Linked DNA regions of Mus musculus: regions 1, 2 and 3 are each linked to region 4. The links are chromatin contacts, called in public HiChIP or PLAC-seq and promoter capture Hi-C maps. All regions are on one chromosome and are shown on one strand. Each heading gives the region's core, a stretch centred on a gene start, on an enhancer-like site or on the middle of the called end of the contact. The rest is flanking DNA. Distances are from core to core; before and after follow the strand shown. Region 1 holds the start of Fbxl16 (F-box and leucine-rich repeat protein 16). Region 2 holds the start of Ppard (peroxisome proliferator activator receptor delta). Region 3 holds the start of 1700022N22Rik (RIKEN cDNA 1700022N22 gene). Region 4 holds the start of Ggnbp1 (gametogenetin binding protein 1).

Region 1 (3,409 bases), core at 363-2,862, 1.2 Mb before region 4:
AAAAGAAAAGAAAAAAAGAAAAGACAAAACAGGGTAAAGAGTGGTAGAAGACAGACTGGCAAGATGGCTCAGTGGTTAAGAGCACTGACTGCTTAACCTGAGCAAAAGGTCCTGAGTTCAAATCCCAGCAATCACCTGGTGGCTCACAACCATCTGTAGTGGGATCTGACGCCCTCTTGTGGTGTGTCTGAAGATAGCCATGGTATACTCACATACATAAAATATATAATTTTTTTAAAGACTGGTAGAAGAGGATTCTAATATCAGTCTCTCTCTCCTCTCTCTCTCTCTCTCTCTCTCTCTCTCTCTCTCTCTCTCTCTCTCTCTCTCTCTTTCTCTCTCTCTCTCTCTCACACACACACACACACACATATACTCACTCACACACACTGCCTAAGAAATACCTGAGACTGCCCTCTAACTTCTATTTGCACCTTCACATATATGATCATACACCACACACACACACACACACACACACACACACACACACACACACACACACACACCAGCTAGGATACAGCTTACTTCCCTTTCTTATTGCCCCTAGGCCTCACATCATTCCCAGGAGACAGACCTCCCATCTCCACAGCAGTTGGTCTCATCTGAGGACATTCCACCCTGAAGCTCCTTCTCTTCCAAGACGCTACTCTGCTGTCCCAACATCTGCTGTTTCTGGTCTCAAGAGAGACCCAGATTGGGGTCCCTTTAGCCTGCTGAGAGGTCTGGCTCTCCAGCAGCCCTTAATGGGTCCTTTTACACAAACCACCCTCCCTGGTCCATACAGGCTGCCACCACCTGACCTCTACTTCATCTCAGAGCGAACCTGTGGAACTCCATAAGGCAGGTCGATTCTCGAACCATTCCTACCAAGTGCTATGGGGACAGAGAGGGCGTCTCAGATCATTTGTGACATTGTCAGAAGTAACCCCTCCCCACTATCACTCCACTGTCTTGTGTTTTCATTGACGCTTGCTTTAGTCACTTGCTTGCAAGTGTGTGACTATGTCACCCAGAACAGGGATTCTTCTGCCTGACTCGCAACAGGATCGGAAGGGATATGAATCCTAGGGGCCATAAGGAGGGTGTGTGTGTGTGTGTGTGGAGGTGCGACGATGTCGATGTCTCCACTCGGCTTCTCTTTCCTCGCCCTCACAGGTGGCAATCCAAGCAAGGGCACATAGGGCCAGTTGCATCTGCGCAGGATCCGGAACCCCACTGCCAACCGCTCGCGCCAAGGACCGCAATTCTCCTCAGCTGGCAAGATTCTGGGTCGCCACCACTTTGTGCAGATGGGACACTCGAAGCTGCTCTTCGGCCGCGCGGCCTACGGGGTTTGTTATTGTGCGAACACCGGCCGCTGAGCGGGTGCTGCCGCCTGGCGCGTGCCCGTCGGTACCGCACCGGGAGCGCGCGGAGAGGAGCGGGGCGGGGTTGGGGATTCTCGACACCTCAGCCTGGCTCTAGAACCCGGATTGGTCCGGACGCCGGGAGCGCGCGAGGGCGCGGCTCTTAGGGCCGGGCGGGGGGCACGCGCGGCGCCGGCGGCGGCCGCGGAGGAGCGCGGGGAGGAGCGCGGAGGAGGAGCGCAGGGAGGAGGGGAAGGGGAGGGAGGAGGCGCCCGCCGGGTTCCCTGCAAAGCGGCCTTATTTATCTGGGCACAGCCTCAGCCTCCCCGGTGGGAGGCTCAGGGCGGCAGATCCTCTCCCACCGGGGAGCTCCGCTCGGAACTCTGCGGAGAGGGCCCTGGCGCGGGGCGCCGGGCGCGGGGCGCAGTCGGGCCCTGCTAGCCAGTCCAGCACCTCGGCCGCCTCCGCGCTAGGCGGCTCGGGTGCTGAGCTCCCCATGACGCGAGGTCGCCCGGCGGACAGCGTGGCATGAGCCAGAAGCCCTGGCCGAGGTAAGGTGTGTGTGCGCGCGCGGCCAGGCTGCGGGGAGGGGAGGGTCCAGGTCGAGCCACTGCCTCCGCGAAGGCTACAATGAGGAGGGGGCGGGGTGGGGACTTGGGACTGCGCCGCGGCCGCCGCCGCCTGAGCAGGGCTTACGTAATCGCAGCCCCTTCCCCACCTCACCCTTCGGCCGCTGAGCCAGCGGTTCCGCAGCCCCTAACCCTAGTGGCCGGCCTGATTGCGCCCCGCTCGCTACCGGCAGCGCGGTCAGGCTGTATCTCCGTACCACGGAATTGCTGAGAGGAAGCACGGTGGCTGCGAGGACGCGGAACTGCAGGCCGTCAGCCCCCACTCCTTCTGGCTTGGCTCTGGGCTCTCCCCACTCCAGCCCTATGAGCCTCCGGCGGACTGGAGGACGTGACAGGTGTTGATACAATTAAAAGGGAGGAGCCATGTGGATATGTGGCCTAGGGGTCCTGGACGCCTTCTGGACATGAGCTGGTATAGAGCTGCCGCCCACAGCTCTATACCAGGGAGTGGGCTGGCATGTCTTTGGTTCTAGAAAAAGAAAATGGGCCTTGGCCAAGATTGGAAGGCTTCAAAATGGGGAATGGGCATCCTGAGATTGCTGAGCAGGGCTTCCATGTCCTTCTAGGATGTTAGTCAGTGGGGGATCCTCCCCACCCGTCATCCCAGGAGAGAAGGCTGCACTGTTGAGGCCTGGATCTGGCCTAGCAGCCCTCCTGCTAGCCCCTCCCAGCCCGAGCCAGCAGCTGACCTCCCAGGAGCAGATGGCAGATGCCACTTCACCTGCTCCCTCCTGGAGGCCCGACTTCCACTGCCATCTTGTCCCAGGGCCCACTGACCAGGGTCTTCTCAGGCCTCCCTGCTGCCCCTTCGGGACACGGGACCCTCTGTTCCAGCCCAACACTTTGATGAAGTGCTGGACAGCAGCCTCATCGCAGCAGGGGGGAGGGGCGGGGGGGGGGCCGGTGTTGGGACAGGAGCCTGGATGATTAGGGGCTGCCTAGATCAGGTCAGAGGCATGGTGGAGCCTCGATTTCCTGCCTAGACGTGGCCTGAGGGCCGGGCTGGGAGCCATTGGGAGAAGAGAGGGAAAGTCAAGGTTGAAAACGTGGGTGATGTTGAGATAGCCCAAGATTCAGCAGCCTCATTTCCTGCCACCCTCACTATTTGCCTCCCCAGTCACCCATACTGTAAGTCCAGGACACGTATGCACTCACCTGTTCTCCCAAATACACCTGAACAGGTCCCGTCTCGCACTGATGAAGTTAAAACAAGTGCATCTAGGTAGCCCTGAGAGATTGGGCTCTCTATTTCAGAGGCACTAGAAGGGGCTTCTGGTGGGCATCACTCAACCTTCCTGACCATAAGCCTTCACCTCTGAGAGTCACTGATGAACCTTCCGGGACTGGCACTGGGGGGGGGGGGAAGGCAGCAAAGCAAGGTCAGGAGGTCAGTGAGCAGCCCTGAACTGTCCCCATTAGTGGTCAGATGGC
Region 2 (3,538 bases), core at 374-2,873, 1.2 Mb after region 4:
TAAGCGCCTCTGCTGTTCACGCAGAGCAGCCAGCGTTCAGATCCCGACACACAGGGAAAAGCAGGGTGTGGTCCTGTGAATTCCTGTAATTGCAGAACCAGGATAGCCCAGGCTTGATGGCTGACAGCCTATCCCACCAAACCAGAACCGCTCGTGCATGCATCAGGAGACCAGGCCTCAAAGGAAAACCGTGGAAACCTATCCTTGGAAGACACACAGTACCCTTCTCTGTCCTCCAAGTGCACACGCGCACGTGCGCACGCGCACACACACACACACAGACACACACACTCGAAAACAAAGCAGAAAAAAAGTGGTGTGGGGTTCTCCAATCCAGCGAGCTAAGGATGCACTGTAAGGAGTGCCAGACCGGGCAGAGGTGACCTTTAATGGCGGTGTGGAGGAGGGAGGTGCCTGCTGACTTTCCTGCCAGCCAAGTTTTGTTCATTCTAGGATGATGAAACCAGCCAGTGACAGATTGCCTTCTGGCTACATACTCTCTGTGGTATATGATGAGTTGGGGTGACAGGCAAGCCCAGGTACAGAGTTCTTGTCTTGTCTGGTCCCTGACATCCAGCGACAGAAATCTCAAGTGGGAGAAAAGTTCTTTTAAAATTTGTTTTCTATTTGGCTTCACAAGGCCTATAAGCACAGGCTGGCCCAAAACTTTCTCCATTGCTAAAAATGACCTCAAACGGGTCCTCTACCTCCTGAGTGCTGGAGTTAGAGTGCCATCATGCCTTCCAGATCTTTCTTTTTTCTTGTGTGGGTGTATATGAAAGTGCACATGCGGTGTGTAGAGATTGGAAGATAACCTTCAGGAGGCAGTCCCAGGGACTGAACTCAAGTCTTCAGGCTTGGAGACAAAGCGATGACCCGTTGAGCCATTGAACTAGCCACCAGTTAAAAAATTGGGGGTGCTGAAGAGATGCTTCAGTGGTGAAGATCGCGCTTGCTACTCTTGAAGAGGCTCGCTTCCCAGCATCTACATGGAAGTTCTCCATTGTAACTCCACTTCCAGGGGATCCAACGCCTTCTTCCAGACTCTGCAGGCACTGAACGCACATGGTGCAGAGACAGACATGCAGACAAAACACTCTGACATATAAAAATAGATATTTTGTAAAACGTATGCGTCTGTATTTTCATTCCCAAGTCTCCCACCATATGCCTCTCCCAAGCGCCTCTGAAAATTACAGTTTGCCTCTATTCCTTCCCCCACCGCCCTTAGCTTTGCTTCTTGCTTCAAACCACACAAGTCTATGCCTAGTTTCTTCTCAGGAAGAGTGAGGAGGTTGTATTAGATGACCTCCACCTTCTTTCCGCGCTTTAAAGCTTTAAATATCGTTTCGTGAGGCTTGCTTTGACCAGCCCTAACTTCTCCCCAGCGCTTTCCTCAGCTGCTGCTCCCACGTCTGACTGCAGAGGGCGCTGCAGACGCGCCAGGGCAGCTGTGCAGTGGGCGGAGCGATGGCTGTCAAAGGAGTGGCTCCAGGCGGCGCGGCGATTGGCTACTGCTATGGCGGAAGGGGGCGGGGGCGAGTGCTTAGTTGTGGGGGAGGGAGCCAGCGGCGCGGTGACATCACGGGGCTGGGGGCGGCGCCGGGGCTGGGAGCGTGTGACGCCGCAGGCCGCGGCGGACCTGGGGATTAATGGGAAAAGTTTTGGCAGGAGCTGGGGGATTCTGCGGAGCCTGCGGGACGGCGGCAGCGGCGCGAGAGGCGGCCGGGACAGGTCCGTGCGGATCGGGAGAGGCCAGCGCGGCCCGGGCTGAGGTGGATGGTGGGGTCAGGGGCTCCGAGAGCCGCTTTCCGCGCCTCTGCGGCTCGTCTATGCTCGGCTTGCGCGCTGAGGAGCCACCGCTGGGGTCTCCACCGCAGGGACCCCTGTGGTTGCTCGGAGCCGGCCTCCCTCCCTCCTCCCACCCACCCTGATCCCTCTAAAGCCCCGTGGCTTCATCTCCTCTCAATTCCAAAGAACCCCATGTCACCTCCCTTCTGACCCCCTTTCTGAGCGCCTCCCTTGCTGTCCCGCTACCCAGGCCCTCCTTGGAGATCCTTCCTGCCTCCCTCGATAGCCTTCCATCCTTGCCCTGTCGGTCAGTGCTCTCCTCCTCTCTGACCCGTTTTCGGGTTGCCCTATCCCTCCCCATCTTCTTTAGGATGTTGTGAGCCAGTCCGGTTTATCCGAGCCCCTTCTATCCTGGCTACCGGCAGAGGCCCCACTTAGGCTCAGCTCTCATCTCCTGTCCTTTTCACCTCCTGTCACCCGACTGCCTCGCTTCTAGTTTTTTTTTTTTTTTTTTTTATGCCTCTGCTTGAGGAGAACCCAGAGGTGCACGATAGGCTTCCGTTTCACCTTCAGTTGAGCTGGGAGTGGGGTGTTGAGCGCCAGCTTGACCAGATTTGTTCGGGTCACAGGTTTCACTGGGTGTTGTATTGGGAGGGATGGCCAGTTGGTAGGCCCTCGTAATCTCAGCTTTATAATACTTCCCCTTTATGAGTCTGTTGACTTCCAGGAACCCTTGGGGGAGACGGCTCTGAGTTGGGTGTGTGCCAGGGGTAGCCAGAGGCTTCATATAACTCTTTTCACCCTTTCAGGAAACAGGACTCATTTGGGATATTATGGAATGTATTTAAACCATGATACGGTGCCTTCCACGCACTGCCCTTTTCCATACAGCTAAGAGCAGAAGCTATGCCCTTGGTTTTTTTTTTTTTTTTTTTTAAAGATTTATTTATTATATGTAAGTACACTGTAGCTGTCTTCAGACACACCAGAAGAGGGTGTCAGATCTCGTTACGGATGGTTGTGAGCCACCATGTGGTTGCTGGGATTTGAACTCCGGACCTTTGGAAGAGCAGTCGGGTACCTCTTACCCACTGAGCCATCTCACCAGCCCTGCCCTTGGTTTTAAACTTGGTTTTTCCTCCCTGTACTGGCTCTAGAATGTTTGCTTACAAGTTACATTTATTTATTTCTGTGGGGTGTGGATGTGGGGTGGGGTGTAGGTCAGAGCACAGCTTACTGGAGTTGGGAGGTGGCTCTCTCATTCGATATTGTGGTTCCTGGAAATAGACTCGGGTCATTAAGGTATGATGACAACCACCTTTACGTCCTGAGCCACTTCACCAGCCCCAGAATACATTCCCGTTTTAGTTTTTCAATGGATTGTGGGCCTGCTAGCCCTGGGGCTGTTGGGCATCTGTTCCCTTAATCTTGGGGTCTTGGTCCAGCGACTGAGTTTACCTCCTGTCTTTCACTGACGGAATGTGCCTCTTGTGTTGGTCACTGGGCATGGTTCCTCGGTGCCCTTTTTCCTTCCGTTTCCTGGGCATCTGTATTTACTGAGGCTGGGAGAGGCAGCTGACGTTTCTTCCCTTTGCCCAGGTGTGGTCTGGGGTATTGCCTTGGTATCTGCCTGGGCAGGTCGAGGGATTGCACCAGTGAGGCCTTGCAAAGGAACTTGGGCTGTCTGCTTCCAGGCACAGCTCAGTTGTATGCAGAGTTGAGCCTCTTTGTTTGCCTTGGGTCCCTG
Region 3 (3,151 bases), core at 205-2,704, 1.0 Mb before region 4:
AGATATGGAGTTAGGGCCACTCTCAGACACTATGGCCAGCAGAGATTTTGATAACTCCATTGCAGTTAAGTTGTACAGTTTCTGAGCCTTGGATCCAGCAGGGTTCAAGTCTTCCTCCATGGAGGTCAATGACCTGTCTACCAGTCAGACAGCTCTAGACATTCTTAGATGTTAGAAAAGAAATGGGTGCATCTCTGTGGAGCAGAAGGACCTCAAAGGAAACAGAATCTACTACCCCATGGAGGCAAGCTACTGTTCAGCAAGACACAATTGCCCTAGACTGCAGAACTGTGGTCCTGAGCGCATCCCTGACAGCTAGACTCTGGAAGCAGGGAGAAACTCAAGAGGCAAGCTCCACATCTGTGACTTGCAGTTCTCCAGACTGGGAAAGGGGAAATTGCCACTGGAGGGGTAATCTCACAGTTTCTTACTGAGTAGCAGTTCTTCCTGATTTATTGCTGAACTGCAGGGTCAGCAGCAAACACTCAGGTAGGCTCTCAGGTTCTCCTGAAACTCAGGAGGTATCTATCCTGTTTTCGAGGCTAGGTGTTTCGCGGTCCTGTTTCAGTATCTGTACTCAGGGACCCTAAGAGCCAGCCTAGCAAGGACCATCTGGCCACACAACAGGGTTCCCAAATCAGACGTGGAAGGGCCCCTTTTTCAGAAAACAAAAAGAAAATCCCGCAGCTGTCAAGGGGCTGCTCTGTAACTTTCTCGGCCTGCTGACAGGCCCGCAAAAACAGAAGTGTGGGATGAGGGGGCACACAGGACGCTTTACTCTTGCTGCCGCCCCAGGCAGCTGCAGGTTTCTGCAGACAGTGCCCCCACGACCTATACCTTCGTACAGTGGGCCAACGCTTAGCCCCGGACAAGAGGGCACTCAAGGACAGGCAGGCACCGAGGGTCGCCTGCGTCTGAGGTTCCTAGGCTGGCCTCGAGTGACCCACACCTCCGGCGCGCTTCCCCCTCCCCTTCCCGCTCACCACAAGCCAGGCTACTGCTCCCAGGACAAACATGGAGCATCCCGGCTGATGCCCTGAGGCCGAGCTCTACGAGTCCTAGGCCGTCTGGCCGGCCGCCTACCGTGGAACTCACCTTAGCGAGCCGGCGGCGCCTCCTCAGCGCTCGCGATCGGTCTAGGCGGGCGCGGCCCTAGTGCCGGCCCTCAGTCGGTTGACCCACAACTTCGACCGGAGGGCACCAAGGGCCCCTTCGCGCCAGCCGCGATGCTCCGCCGGCTTAGCGCGTTTTGGCCGCGAAGATCCGTCTCGGCCCGGCAACCTTACAAACGCCTCCGTAGCTAGCGCCCGCCGTCCCGCCCGGCCTACCCGCTACGCCTTACGCTGCTTCCGTAGCGTGGCGCCCAGCCGGGGCCCGAGGCTACAGCGCGTCAGGGGCGCACGCGGCACTGGGAACCCGGAGCCGGGACTACGGCTCCCACAGGGCAGAGCGACGCGGCTCAAGGCACGCCGGGAATTGTAGTCCATGAATGGTCCTACCCTCTACTCTTTCCCTGAGATTTCGCCCTCCCAACGTGACCGGAGACGCTCAGTTCACGGATGCAGTTGGTACTCCCAAGCTAGTTTGATGTGGCGCGCTGGATCCGGGAAGAGAACGGACTACAGCTCCCAGGATCCCCTTAAGATGGGCTTTGGGCTCCGGTAGGCGTCCACGGGGTTCGAGTGTTACTGCGCCAGGGGAGATGTCGGGAGTCTGGGTCGTGATTTTGTACAAGGTCTGAACCGGTTGTCTGCTGCGTTGGGGCAGTAGGTGGTACAGTCCAACCTAGCTGCCTTGGCTGCTTTCTACCTCTTCCAGCGACTTCTGGTTTCTTTCCCAACGGTCTGAAGCAGCAACCGTGCTGGCACTGCTCCTTCCGAGGTTACTCCATCTGAGGTCTGTGTTTACTCGAGTGCTAGATAGGCACGTCACTTTTTCTAGAGAAACACTGGCATCTGAGGCAGTCCTTTGAGTTATGTTCACAAGAGCCCCCAAGCTATTTCCCATTAGAGCCCTTTGGCTCCCCCGAATTAACTTAATTCCAGCCACTTGTCCTCTGCAACTGAAAGCTAACTAAGAATCAGGCTGCTAGCCGGGCGTTGTGGCCCACGCCTTTAATCCCAGCACTCGGGAGGCAGAGGCAGGCAGATTTCTGAGTTCGAAGCCAGTCTGGTCTACAAAGTGAGTTCCAGGACAGCCAGGGCTATACAGAGAAACCCTGTCTCAAAAAACAAAACAAACCAAACCAAAAACCAACCAAAAACCAAAAACCAAAAACAAAAAACAAAAAAAAACATAGCACATAGCAAAAGGACACCCGGCACTCTGAATGTTGTGTGAGAGATTGGGTACTATTTGCCCCCGGACCCAGAAAACCTGAGTCTGGCTCAGTAGAGACTACAGATAATGTTTCTGGGAAATCATTCATGCTCCAGAAGCTAGAAAGCTAAAGACTGGCCATTGAATTCAGGATGCTGTGGGGACACCTATGCCTGAATGGGGAAGACACCAAATTTTGGCAAGAGGAGAGGAGCAGAGGCTGTCTTCCTGAGCCCCCTGACAGTGGTGAAGTCACTGCTCATTCATCAGTAGGTGATACCCATGATCAGGAGAATGGCCAAGCTGGATCCAGGACAGTATCTCTGGTCACTACGGGTCATCACTAGTGCAATGATGTATCACTGCACTAAGTAAGATGATCACACAGCAGGTAAAGCTGGATCATCCCAGGTTGGCTGAGCCCTGATCTATGCTAGTGTAGTATGGGCCAGAAGACAGACACCCTGTTGAGTGCACAGACCACAGGACACCCTGCAGAGGTCAAGAAGGGCAGAGAGAGCTTTGCAGGGACAGAAGCCATAGATCAACCACCCTGACTCTTGAGCAGATGGGACCCAACACTATTCCTCATAGTTTTGGGGCCACAGCTACAAAGGTATAGTTGCTTAGGTATAGTTGCATAGTTGCTAAGGAGACTGAGGCAGGAGGGTCATGAGTTCAAAGTTGACCTGGGCTAGAAAGTTCAAGGTTTTGTCTCAAAAAGTAGAGGGGTGGGTCAAGATGGTGCACTCCTTTAATCACAGCTCTTGCACTTGGGAGGCAGAGGCAGGCAGATCTCTCCAAGTTTTGAGGCCGAATCACATAAGACCCT
Region 4 (3,183 bases), core at 463-2,962:
CAGAGTTCGGTTAGTTCCTGAGGCAAGACCTTTCACTTTCAGTTTGCACCCTTTCAAGAGTTCCCACCCCTATGTGGGCCACCTCCATCACTGCAGGAAGCACTCTTTGAAAAGGGGTGGGGGAGGGCCGGCTCCCCTTCACCTCCCTCTTCATTGATGGAGACAGGGTGAGCAGACAGACCCTCCTCTTGCCATCCCTGAGAGCCAGGCCTCATCAAGACAACCCTCTGCTGGGCATAGTCTACCCAACGGCTCCTTCCGGGATAGGGTGCTCTTCCTGGTACCTTGTAATCCCAGGCCAGCAGGGCCAGGGGACGCTGACTTCATCCACATCTCTCTCTCTCAAAATAATAATAGTAATAATAACACCACCCTGGAGGCTTACTGTTAGAGAGCAGGAAGAGTCTCAGAAAAGCCCTCCACAGCCAGTGCTGCCCTGGCCCACCTGGCCCCCATCCAAGTCGCCTTGACTTCCCATTATGTCCACTGGCTGGGCCCAGGATGCATGTTCCTCACAACCGACCACTAGGCTGTACCTAGAATCATTCTGGGGGAGGACTGTCCGTGTCCTGGTACAGCAGGGAGTATCAACCGTATAATTTCTGTCTCTGTTCATGACCTTGACCCTCCCCTCCTTCCACATAAAAGTCCAGGGCCACCAGAACCGGGCAGGAAGGGGCGCTTCTGATGTATAGCCAGAGGCCCTGTGTGAACCATGCCTGCAGCTTCCCTTTCAGAACCTCCCAGGGAAGCCACATCAAGGCCTCCCTCCTCACCGGGTTGCCGATGGAGGTTTCTGCCCCACCCTGGGCCAGAATTGCCCAGGATTAGGACGGTGGGATTTGGCACTGGCTGCCCGTGTACCTGAATGACTCTGCTCCAGATGTGGGATGGCTCAGCCGTGCAAAGACGAAGACCCCGAAGGGCTTGCTGGCTGCTTCCAGGGGCCAAGGTTTCAGGCCTGACTGGCAGGAACTGGTATCAGTGGATTCATGGTGCTGGATGCCGCCTCGGGTTGCCTCTTGGCCCAGGAAACCTCGCGACTTTGTGACCATAGAGGAGGTCCCAGCTCCCGGCAATGACCAGCTCCCTCTAGAGGAAGTTCTCGGTGGCCGCCGGATGCAGGCGCTCAGGGAGGCTGCTGCTTAGGGGAAGGTCCTCGGCCGGGCTTGGAAGCAGCTACAGCCTCCCCTGCCTGCCCTGTCCCAGCCAAGGGGAAAAGCGTTCTGTTTTCTGCCTTTCCTGTCTCTGATTCCCGGGCCTCCTCTTCCATCTTCTCCCTCTAGTGAAAAGCAAACCACAGACAACAACAAAAACCAGGATGAGCTGACCTGCAGTCCCAGCGTTCAAGAGGCTGAAGCAGGAGGATCATGAAATAGAGGCCAGCCTGTGCTACTAACACCCTAAAAGAGAGGAGGAGGAGGGGGAAGGGGAGGAAGAAGAGGAGGAGGAGGGGCAGCTCAGAATTTGTGCTGTCCTAGATCCCTGCAGCCTGGCAGCTGCAGGGACTGATCTCAAACCCAGAGTAAACAGGAGTTTATGGATAGACAGGAGCATATGATGTCCTGTTCTCAGCGTGTGCACCCTCCTCCCCCCCCCCCCCGGCCGCCCTATCTGCCTTCAGCCAGGCTTCCACAGCCTGTGGGTGCTGTTGTGTTATGTCTCACCATCCCTCAATCTCCAGCCTTCCTCTGAGACCTGCTGAGCTGGACCCTGGCTAGCTCCCTCTACCCCTCTACCCGCTTTCCTTCCAGTAGACCCCCCCCCACCAGCCTCCAGTTATAGCCTCCCCCCACCCCCACCTCCTCTTTGCCTTCTAGAACTTCTGGAAGTTTCCAACTGGAGGTTTCTGCTAGCAGTTGGTCCTGGGCTGGCTGCCATGGCTTCTCCCTGAGTCGGGGTCCCACTCAGGATGGCAGCCCCGGCGCGGACCCCTCGGTCACGGATCTTAGGCTGCTCCTCCATGCTGCGCTTTCTCCGAAACCTGGTGGGGAGTAAGGGCGGTTCTAAGAGCACTAACAAGCCCCTGACCAGGAGCCAGCCCAGCTCCTCATGGGAGCAAGATGTTGTCTCCCCAATGATGGGCCACCAGGGAGGTCGTGGGAGGAAGGAGCCCCGGGCCAAGGTCCACTCTGCAGCTTCCTCTAATGGGAAGAGGGAGCCCCCGCCCAGGGTTCTCTCTGCAGCTCCCTCCAACCCGAGGCATGATGCCTTTGAGCTGGGCACTGGGGACTCAGGGTCCCAGACCCTCACCTCCAAGGATGTCCCGAAGCTAAGGGCCCAGGGTGTTGAGGTAACATCAGTTCCTCTCAGAGGAACCTGGGAGGTTCTGGAGCAGCTACCTGAGAAGAAAGGAGAGGAGGAGGAGCCAGTAGGGGAGGTCTCCGGGGCCTCAGACAGGTGAGGGGCTGGTGCTGCTGGTGCTAGGGCTGGTGGGGTAGCCTGATCTAGCTAGAACAGAAGGAGGATGCAGGCATGAGGGCCATGACTAGAAGCCCACAGCTGTAATGGGCTGGGGTAAGGGGTCCTGAATAGTGAAAGCCATGAGGGACAGTTAAGGGTCCCAAGGGAGGGAGGGTCAGCAAACAGGGCTGTGTGAGGAGTGGCTGGGAACTGAGGTGTGGCTTCAGAGTGGAGTACCGCCTGCCTAGCACGGTCCAGGCCTGGGTTTAGTCCCCAGCACAACAAAACACATTGGTGGCACACATCTTTCATCCCAGCACTCAGGAGGCAGAGGCAGGCAGATCTCTGCATTTGAGGCCAGCCTGGTCTACAGCTAGGGCCACACCGAGGGGTATCTTGTCTTGAAAAAACAAAGAACAACCAAAGAAAATATCCTAGAGGCTAGGAAGGGTGCACTAGAGTCTGGACAGAAGTACGCTGAAGTAGGCTCTGCTCCAGCCTGTACCCCTACTTTCCTGCCTGGCTTTCTCTCCCACTGGTCTTAGCAGCAGTTCCCTGTCTGGAAGGTGCCTAGCTCCCCACATCCTATGTCCCCCAGAGGTGGTAGGGAAACCCCTCTGTTAGCTATCCCAGGGAACAGAGCAGGTCCGTGGAGAGACTCAAGGTAGAGTCAGGCCACATTTGTGGGTGTCCCCTGACCCCACCTGACTGTGGCTTTGGGTTTAGGGAGCATTTTGGCCAGGCCCTGGAGACAGAACAAGGATGCTTACAGTGGGTTCC

Evidence for each region. Promoter capture Hi-C pulls out the DNA fragments that hold promoters and counts their contacts. HiChIP or PLAC-seq counts read pairs in DNA pulled down with a chosen protein or histone mark.
Region 1: a contact with region 4 is called in a promoter capture Hi-C map of liver, with 3 times the contacts expected there. The contact joins the promoter of Fbxl16 here to the promoter of Ggnbp1 in region 4. A contact is called at or near these places in 3 of 39 promoter capture datasets (liver and pre-B cells) and 1 of 115 datasets of contacts at active chromatin or transcription factors (pancreatic cancer cells).
Region 2: an HNF4G HiChIP or PLAC-seq map of pancreatic cancer cells shows a contact between it and region 4. The contact joins the promoter of Ppard here to the promoter of Ggnbp1 in region 4. A contact is called at or near these places in 2 of 115 datasets of contacts at active chromatin or transcription factors (embryonic stem cells and pancreatic cancer cells).
Region 3: a promoter capture Hi-C map of liver shows a contact between it and region 4, with 2.9 times the contacts expected there. The contact joins the promoter of 1700022N22Rik here to the promoter of Ggnbp1 in region 4. A contact is called at or near these places in 2 of 39 promoter capture datasets (hippocampal neurons and liver).

What each region holds. Positions count from the first base shown.
Region 1 is chr17:25,807,487-25,810,895 of GRCm38.p6, forward strand. Fbxl16 (F-box and leucine-rich repeat protein 16) reads left to right here and starts at 1,613. Exons shown (of 6, transcript NM_001164225.2): 1 at 1,613-1,900.
Region 2 is chr17:28,231,131-28,234,668 of GRCm38.p6, forward strand. Ppard (peroxisome proliferator activator receptor delta) reads left to right here and starts at 1,624. Exons shown (of 8, transcript NM_011145.3): 1 at 1,624-1,734.
Region 3 is chr17:25,984,376-25,987,526 of GRCm38.p6, forward strand. It overlaps 1700022N22Rik (RIKEN cDNA 1700022N22 gene), which reads left to right and starts at 1,455. Exons shown (of 2, transcript NR_166913.2): 1 at 1,455-1,661. It overlaps Capn15 (calpain 15), which reads right to left and starts at 1,499. Exons shown (of 12, transcript NM_001347334.1): 1 at 1,096-1,499.
Region 4 is chr17:27,027,547-27,030,729 of GRCm38.p6, forward strand. It overlaps Ggnbp1 (gametogenetin binding protein 1), which reads left to right and starts at 1,713. Exons shown (of 6, transcript NM_027544.2): 1 at 1,713-2,400; 2 at 3,130-3,183. The coding sequence starts at 1,913. It overlaps Bak1 (BCL2-antagonist/killer 1), which reads right to left and starts at 1,081. Exons shown (of 6, transcript NM_007523.3): 1 at 865-1,081.